2 separate regions of the Mus musculus genome follow, and region 2 is linked to region 1. Evidence: chromatin contacts called from public HiChIP or PLAC-seq data. All regions are on one chromosome and are shown on one strand. Each heading gives the region's core, a stretch centred on a gene start, on an enhancer-like site or on the middle of the called end of the contact. The rest is flanking DNA. Distances are from core to core; before and after follow the strand shown. Region 1 holds the start of Coro6 (coronin 6). Region 2 holds the start of Spag5 (sperm associated antigen 5).

What was found. HiChIP or PLAC-seq counts read pairs in DNA pulled down with a chosen protein or histone mark.
Region 2: a FOXA1 HiChIP or PLAC-seq map of pancreatic cancer cells shows a contact between it and region 1. The contact joins the promoter of Spag5 here to the promoter of Coro6 in region 1. A contact is called at or near these places in 1 of 115 datasets of contacts at active chromatin or transcription factors (pancreatic cancer cells) and 1 of 9 other capture datasets (adipose tissue).

The regions. Positions count from the first base shown.
Region 1 is chr11:77,461,560-77,465,672 of GRCm38.p6, forward strand. It overlaps Coro6 (coronin 6), which reads left to right and starts at 2,352. Exons shown (of 10, transcript NM_139128.2): 1 at 2,352-2,551; 2 at 4,107-4,113. The coding sequence starts at 2,354.
Region 2 is chr11:78,299,678-78,303,790 of GRCm38.p6, forward strand. It overlaps Spag5 (sperm associated antigen 5), which reads left to right and starts at 1,914. Exons shown (of 24, transcript NM_017407.3): 1 at 1,914-2,033; 2 at 2,218-2,343. The coding sequence starts at 1,983. Gm3948 (predicted gene 3948) reads right to left here and starts at 1,834. Exons shown (of 4, transcript NR_166889.1): 1 at 1,628-1,834; 2 at 445-533.

The DNA.
Region 1 (4,113 bases), core at 1,102-3,601:
AGCCACTAATTGCCTAAACCCCTTCTGAGAAACAAGCCTATAGACACCCACATGCTCATGGGTGCGCACTCTCTCTCTCTCTCTCTCTCTCTCTCTCTCTCTCTCTCTCTCTCACACACACACACACACACACACACACACACACACACACACACACACACTGGTCTCTGGAAAACTGCACTACTGAGTCTATGTGCTGCCTGAAACTGGCCTCATACTGCCCTTCAGAACCTAAGATGGGAGGGAAGAAATCAAGAGCTCATGGGCAAGCATTGAATAAACAGCAACTCAAGAAACTGGCTGTATTTTATCTTCTTGACCTTGAACACTACTCAAGACTGGGTCTTGGGGGTGAGGAATTCTGCCCTAAAATAAAGGGATCATCTCAAAGACCAGAAGGCTAAACATCTTCAGAGTTGGTCTCTCTGACCTCTAAAATATGGCCAAATATCTGTGCCAACATCTTCCCCTTGAACCCAGTGCTGGGAGTTAGTTTACTTTTCTCTGCCTGGCTTAAGCTGTGGCTCATAGAACCTTCTAATAGGGATGAAATGCCCATACCGGTGCCAAAGTTTTAAGTTCTCAAACAATCGCCATCGATGTTAATAACAGCGGTAGCCTCATCAATTGCCCTGGGTCAACGTAGACCCTCATCAAGCTACTGAGACGATTCCCCCAGAGTATCTTCTGAGGCCTCTTCGCGGCGGGTCGTGGCTGTTGGGGACAACCCCGCCCGCTGGGAACGACTAAATTAGCTGCGCGATTGCGGCAGGAATGCGGCGCGCAGGCACCTGATCTCGCGCGGTGGCTCCCATTCTCCGTGTCTCTCTTTGGACCAAGCGCCTCCCGAACCTGTATGCGAGGGACGGTGGCAGACACGAGGCACGAACACCCCGCCAGCGCACGCACACTTACTTTTCCCTTTTTACAGCGGAGTTGAGACGCCCGCCGGACTTTCGCGCGCTGGACAGGGCGTAGCCGCTCTGGCCTGGCCCTGCCCCCGTCCGGCCCCGCCCCCTCAGGTTGATGGCAGCAGCAGCTGGGACTGCAGCGGAGCCCGCAGCCGAGAGCCGCAGGCAGCGGCCGGAACACCCTGGCCCGGACGCACGGACGCCGCCTCCTCGGCCCTTCGCATACCCCGGCCCGCTCCGCAGAGGAGTCGCAGCGTGAGCACCCCCGCCCGGCTTAGGACCAGGTACCCCCCTCCCTGCCTCCGCCACCGCAGCCAACGGCGCGGGCGGGGTCTCTGGAGGGGGCAGAGGTCTGCGCCCCCCCCCCCCCCCGCCGCTAAATTCAGTTCGTCAGGGCGGACTTGGTGTCTATATTTGGCCGGACAGCGGCTGGCGAGGAGACACCTAGTCTCACAGGAACGCACTGCCGGGGCAGGAGGCTGGAGGAGGGGGCGAGTAGGCCGGCCTTCAGGCCTGGGGCTACAGAAGTGGTTTGAAGGGCACAAGGATGCCCGGGCAGGGGAGGGGCAGGAAGCAGTTGGCCTTTGGGAGAACCTGCTGTGTCCCCTTGGGAAAAGTAGCAAGCATTGCTAAGCTCCTAGCTCCAGAAGCCGAAGTCGTAGAACCAGAAAGAGGACCTCACCTCCTCCCTGGTTGCACATCTGGTCCTTGCAGGTGGGGTCGAGGGCCCCCACCCTCAAGAGAACGGACTAGCCAGCCCAGGCATCGCACCCAAGAGGCTGGACCAAAGTATGATATTTGTGTCAGATGACCATAGCCAGGACTCCCCCACCCCACCCCATCCGGAGAAATCAGTGCATGGGGAAATAGACAGAAGGAAGATCGCCCTACTCCCACATACCCCACACCACCGGAGGAATCTTTTAAAAAGAGTAGGAAGCAGGGCTAACAAAAGGACCTCTTCTCTTGGCCAAGCTGTAGAAAAAGACACACCGGCTTGAACTCAGCGATGTGAATATGGGATCTTGAGGGCTGCAGTCCTACCTAGCCTTGAGCTACGGTCCACTGACTAAAAGAGAAGGTGTTGGGTGGGGAGCCTTTCAGAGAGACAAACACTTGCAAAGAGGTCTCATACATGACTAGCAGCATGAGGGGACCCCCTGATATTCCTCCTCAAAACATTAGGTCTTGGAGGAAGTTTCAGCCCTGTGTCAGCCTCTGCTATCCCGGCTAGCCTGTGTGTCTAAGAAGCGGTGAGATTCCCCATCCTTGTCCCTCATATTAAACAACATGAGACAGATGTCAAAAACCAGCCTCCAACTTTGGTCACTTTGAAGATCCTGGCCAGATAATCCTACTCACTCACTCCTCCCTTCCACAGCTCGCAGGATTAAGGACCAACGTGCCTCTAGACTCTGATACTCCCTATCTTTGCCCCAGCCATGAGCCGGCGTGTTGTTCGGCAGAGCAAGTTCCGCCACGTGTTTGGTCAGGCAGCAAAGGCTGACCAGGCCTATGAGGACATCCGGGTATCCAAGGTCACATGGGACAGCGCCTTCTGTGCCGTCAACCCCAAATTTCTAGCCATTATTGTGGAGGCTGGAGGTGGAGGTGCCTTCATTGTCCTGCCTCTGGCCAAGGTGAGGGGTGAGGGGAAGAAAGCAATTGGGAGGGCACTGGCTAGGGTCTCTGGGATATATCCCACACTAGCCTTTTCTCACTGAAGTCCAGGCCTCCAGAAGGGCAGTCTGTGTGGACTGGGTACTCTGTCTTTGCCAAACCCACAAAGAATGGTGGAGAACAGCAACATCAGCGTGACCTGTGCGCCCGATCTCTAGGCCACAGAGCACTGTGTTCCTAGCAGAAACCAAGATGGGTGTTAGTGATGGAGATGGTTGGGATACAGCAGACCAAGGTCCAGTCAGACTCTAACCTTATCTTTACCTAGTGTCAGAGAAAGGCAGAGTCAGAGAGATGGAGAGAGACACACAGACACACACAGAAACAGAGAGAGACAGAGATACAGAGAGAGAGAGAGAGAGAGAGAGAGAGAGAGAGAGAGAGAGAGAGAGAGAGAGAGGTGTTCAGACTCTGATCCTGGGAGTGGGATGAAACTAAAAAGAGAAGTTACAATAGTCAGAGCCTTCCCTCCCCTGCACATGAGGGAAAGGGCCAGGCACTGACTGCCACCTTTGCAGACACGTAGCCATCTGTACCCCAGGAGAGATACCCCAAAGCATAACCTTGACCTAGATACTGAGCCCTATACCTTGCTAAAGAAGACCTCACAAGTGGTGGGGTCAGGACAGGCCTGACAATAGCCTATGACTCACGCTGGACAATGCAGACACCATCCAGAGACAGCATCCCAAGGGCTCACATTTCAGCCCGAGCCACCTCCTCCCCCAGTGTGACTGCCATGTCAATGGCATTTAGTCACCCTCTCTCCCAGACTATGTGCTTTGGGCCAATGCCAACCCCTGCAGAGTCTTCAGAGCTCCCACAACTTACTCATGAAGACAAAAAGAAAGACGAGTGCCAGCCCCTGGTAAGGGACACTCAGCACCAAGACTGCGTGCTGCCTATGACTCCAAGGTGAAACCAAGGGAGAGGTCTGCCCCAGGGGCTAAGCCACTGCCGTCAGAGTCACTCACTCAGACCTCTCTCTCCAGGGGCTTGCCAAAGGTCCTCCAACTTGGGGGACAGGTTCAAGCACATCCTCCTCACAGGGCATGTGGGTTCACGCCCATGAGCCCAGCACTGGGAAGACCGAGGCAAGATCAGCCTAGGCTAATCAACATAATGAGACCTTAACTTGAGTCTGGGTTCCGTGTCCTGCTGTGGGTACTTTGTTAGGTCAGCCTGTCTCTCTGAATCAGACTTCCTAATACAAAGGCATTCACACTGTGCATCTCCAGCAAAGTTCAAAGAGTAGACTGAGGGTGGGGGTGGGGTTAAATTCTGAAAAAGGTCTGCAAAGAGAAAACTAATAACACAGATTTGAGAGGTAAACAAATCTACTGCCCACTTCAAAACCACATACAGGAGAGCAAGGGCCTGGGATGCAGCTCATTGGTTGACCATTTACTTAACAAGTGCTGGGCCCTGAGTTCCGTTCCCAGCGGTGCTTGTGCACACACACACACACACACACGAATGACAGTGAACCCATATCACCCTCTCTGACCCCTCCAGACAGGAC
Region 2 (4,113 bases), core at 664-3,163, 840 kb after region 1:
CACCTCAGACCACAAATACTCTTGGGGTACCTTTTGCTGAACCTTGGACAATTCCAAGCTCAAAAGCATTCTCAGGACTCTGAGGCAGAAGGATTGCCGAAAAATTGAGGCCAGCCTAGGCTAAAGAGAGATCCTGCCTCAAAAAAGGAAAAATCACTCTATTGGAAGAGCAGTTGCTTGGTAGAGCACAAACTTAGCATGTTCTAGGCCCTGGGACTCTTATCTTCGGCACTACCCACCTATCTTGTCTCCCCCTGTTTTTATTCAAGCAGTTTTTCTAAAGCCTACAGACTGGTACTGTTTGTCTCTAGAGTAGCAGTGTTCAATAGAAGTATAATGAATGCACTCAGGAGGCAGAGGAAGAGCTGAAAGGAGCCCGATCTATACCACCAGAGACTAGCTTAAAACAAAACAAAAAGACATGTATGATTTTAATCCTAGTACCCAGGAGGTAGAGGGCCAGTGGGTCTCTTTATGAGTTCAAGGCCAGCTTGATCTGATTTCCAGGGTAGCAACAAGTACACAGAGAGACCCTGTCACAAAGAAGAAATGAAACACAAGTTAGTATAACTTATATGTCTGTACATGTTCATGTACCTGTCTACCTGCTTGCTCACATGTGTAGGGCTTTGTGGAACCAGAGGTCAACATTACATATTTTTTTCAATCACTCTAGACTTTATCTTTCAAGACATTTTCTGTTATTGAACCCAGAACTCACTGATTCATTAGACTAACTGAGCAGCAAACCCCAGGGGATCCTCTCATTTCTGCCTCAGCCCCCATGTTGTTAGGAGAACAGGCAAAAACTGCTGCACCCAGCCCTTTTTTTTTTTAACAGGATCTATGTAGCCCTGGCTGTCTTGGTACACACTGTGTAAACCATCCTGGCCTCGAACTCACAGAGATCCACCTGCTTCTGCCTCTTCAGTGTTGAGATTAAAAGTGTGCACCACCATGCCCGGCTTTTTATTGGGTATTGGAGATCCAAATTCAGGCCCTCAAGCTTTCCTGACAAGCTCTAAGATGGAGTCATTGCCCCATTCTTCCCCTTACATAATTTTAAAATTGTCACCCATGTTCAAAAGGTTTAAAACAAGAAATTTTAATATATTTTATTTAACCTAGCATATCTAAAAATATTTCAGTATGCAATTAACATTAAAAAAATAGTTTTTCCATACAAGGTCTGAAATGCAATGTGCATTTCACACCTGTATTATATTCCCATTTGAAGAATTCAGAGCTACATGCAGCCCGCAGAAAGTTACTGACCAGTACAGTTCCTGATGGGCGCGCATACCCTGACAGAACCCTACAGTTTCTAACATTAAAGCTCTTCTTTGGTTCTCTTCTTTTTCTTCATACATTAACACTTCTAAATTGGCCTGTGATTTCATCATTCAAGAGGCTGAGGGCCAGGCAGTGGTGGTGTGGGACACGCTGTTTGTGTGTGTGAGAGTGTGTATGTGTGTGAGAGAGTTAGTTATTAATATAGCAAGCACTTGAAACAGATCACCATAAATGCACAGTAAAGTAAATATCAACTATTATTCTAGTGATCTTGTTACAGTAGGCTCCGAGGTTAGACACAAGAAAGGCCCAGAAATTCTGAAGAGGCGGTTACCTGAAGGCCGAAATTGGGCACTTAGGAACTCCCTCTGGCCGTTATGAAACTGGCACCTATGCCTGGACAGCCCAACCCTGGGGGAAGTGCGGCTCACTCGGTAACCGGGGGAACGGAGCCACTGAAACAGGACTCCACGACTCTCCAGCAGCCCACAGACACACCAGCCTGCCAGATGGGTGCTTCAGTGGAGGCGTTAGGCTGAGCGGCTCGTGGGGGCGTGACGCGCGCAGGTCCCGCCCACCATACGTACCGCGGCCCCGCAGCCAATCCCGAAGTGCGTATTGGGTTCAAATAGAGGCGGCGGGTGAAAGTGGCCATTTCGACTTGGTCTGGTTAAGTGATCGAGTTGAAAATGTGGAGGGTGAAAACACTGAATCTCGGTTTGTCGCCTTCGCCCCAAAAGGTGAGGAGAGAACTCCGGCAGACAGGGCGCTACCTGGGCGGGGCCGGGCGGGGCCGAGGCCGGTGAAGTCCGGCTCCGGACGAAGTGGGGCAGCGGGAGGCATTGTCCGCCCCGGCCTAGCGGTTGTGGGAAAACACTCCGGGAGGCCGAGACCAGCTTTCCTCACACTCGCTTTCTCTCTCAGGGGAAGCCAGCTATGAGTACTCCTCTCCGAGAGCTTAAACTACAGCCCGAGGCCCTCGCCGATTCAGGGAAAGGTCCCTCTATGATCTCCGCGCTGACCCCATACCTGTGCAGGCTGGAGCTGAAGGTGAGATTTTTAGCTTCACAACTGGGCTGTTTGCCCAGGCTCAGATGCTCAGAGGAACAGAGGGCCAAAGCTGGAACGTAATTAATAACGATAATGAAGTCTTCCACTTCCGTGACATCCATTTACAGCTATTCAGGCCAACAGAGAGGTGCCCTGGGGTGGTTAAAACGAATCCACTGAGAACCCACACCTCTATTTAGCTGGGTTCGATTTTTTTTTTTCTTTACCTCTTTTCTTGTTTTTGACCTATACCAAATTCCCGAGAAATACTGGCACATTTATGGAGAGATCTGTCTCCAAGAGTTGAAACCATATCCATCTATCCTATGGGGTAGTTAGAATTTTCCTGTATCCAATACTTTAAACTATTACCTTGCAGAATTGCCTATATTGAGCTGTACCTTTTAGTTAGAAGGTTTTCTATTGTTACTGTTACTATTATTGTTGTTTTGGGTTTTGTTTGTTTGTTTTTGTTTTTGTTTTTTGAGACAGAGTTTCTTTGTGTAGACCTGGCTGTCCTGAAACACTTTCTGTAGACCAGGCTGGCCTGAAACTCAGAGATCTGCCTACCTCTGCCTCTCCAGTTCGGAGATCAAGGGTGCCAGCCACCACTACCACCACTCAGCTTCTTTTCTACTTTTAGATTTTTTTTTTAATGTTTTAGATTTTTTTTTAATTACTTGTCAAATGACTTAAGAGAAATAGTACAAACTGCTTTTGTAAAACTTGTCAAGAGAGGAGTTTGACCCACTGGGTTCTTTAAAGACATTTTGTAGAACTTACTTGGGAAATTGTCCTGAAGAAATTGCTATCATTTCCTCTTCCTATAGGGAGAACCAGGAAGCCTACCATTCTTTCAAAATATGAAAGTTTGCTTTTTTTTTTCTTTGACCATGATTTTGTTATTTTATGGTGCTGGGTATTAAACCTAGGTCTTTGTGCTTGCTAGATGGATACTACACTACTACTAAACTATACCCGCAATCCTATTTCATTAACTTTATTCTGTCTTTAGTAACTCAAGATTTTTGTTTGTTTGGTTGGCTTTGGTTTTTTAAAAAATATTTATTTATTTATTTATTTATTATATGTAAATACACTGTAGCTGTCTTCAGACACTCCAGAAGAGGGAATCAGATCTCATTACAGATGGTTGTGAGCCACCATGTGGTTGCTGGGATTTGAACTCCGGACCTTTGGAAGAGCAGTCGGGTGCTCTTACCCACTGAGCCATCTCACCAGCCCAGCTTTGGTTTTTTTTGAGACAGGGTTTCTCAGTGTAGACTTGGCTGTCCCAGAACTCACTCTGAAGACCAGGCTGGCCACTCAGAGATCCACCTGCCTCTGCCTCTTGAGTGCTAGGATTAAAGGTATGTGCCACCACCAGCTGGCATTCCTGGAGTGATCTCTGAGTTATTCTGGTGTAACTCTAGATTCTGAGAGCACTTGAAACATTTCCCATCCTCTGTTCAGTCTCTCCTACCCCCCACTCTTTCTCTCTTAAGAGTTATCTATTTATTTTATCTATACGAATACACTGTAGCTGTTTTCAGTCACACCAGAAGGGGGCATCGGATCTCATTACAGATGGTTGTGAGCCACCATGTGGTTGCTGGGATTTGAACTCAGGACCTCTGGAAGAGCAGTCAGTGCTCTTAACCGCTGAGCCATCTCTCCAGCCCCTACCATATCTCTTAAGATGTTGGTTGGAATTAGAAAAGGACGTGGCAGGGTCATAGTCAAGGTAGAGTCTCCCATTGGCATAAATAG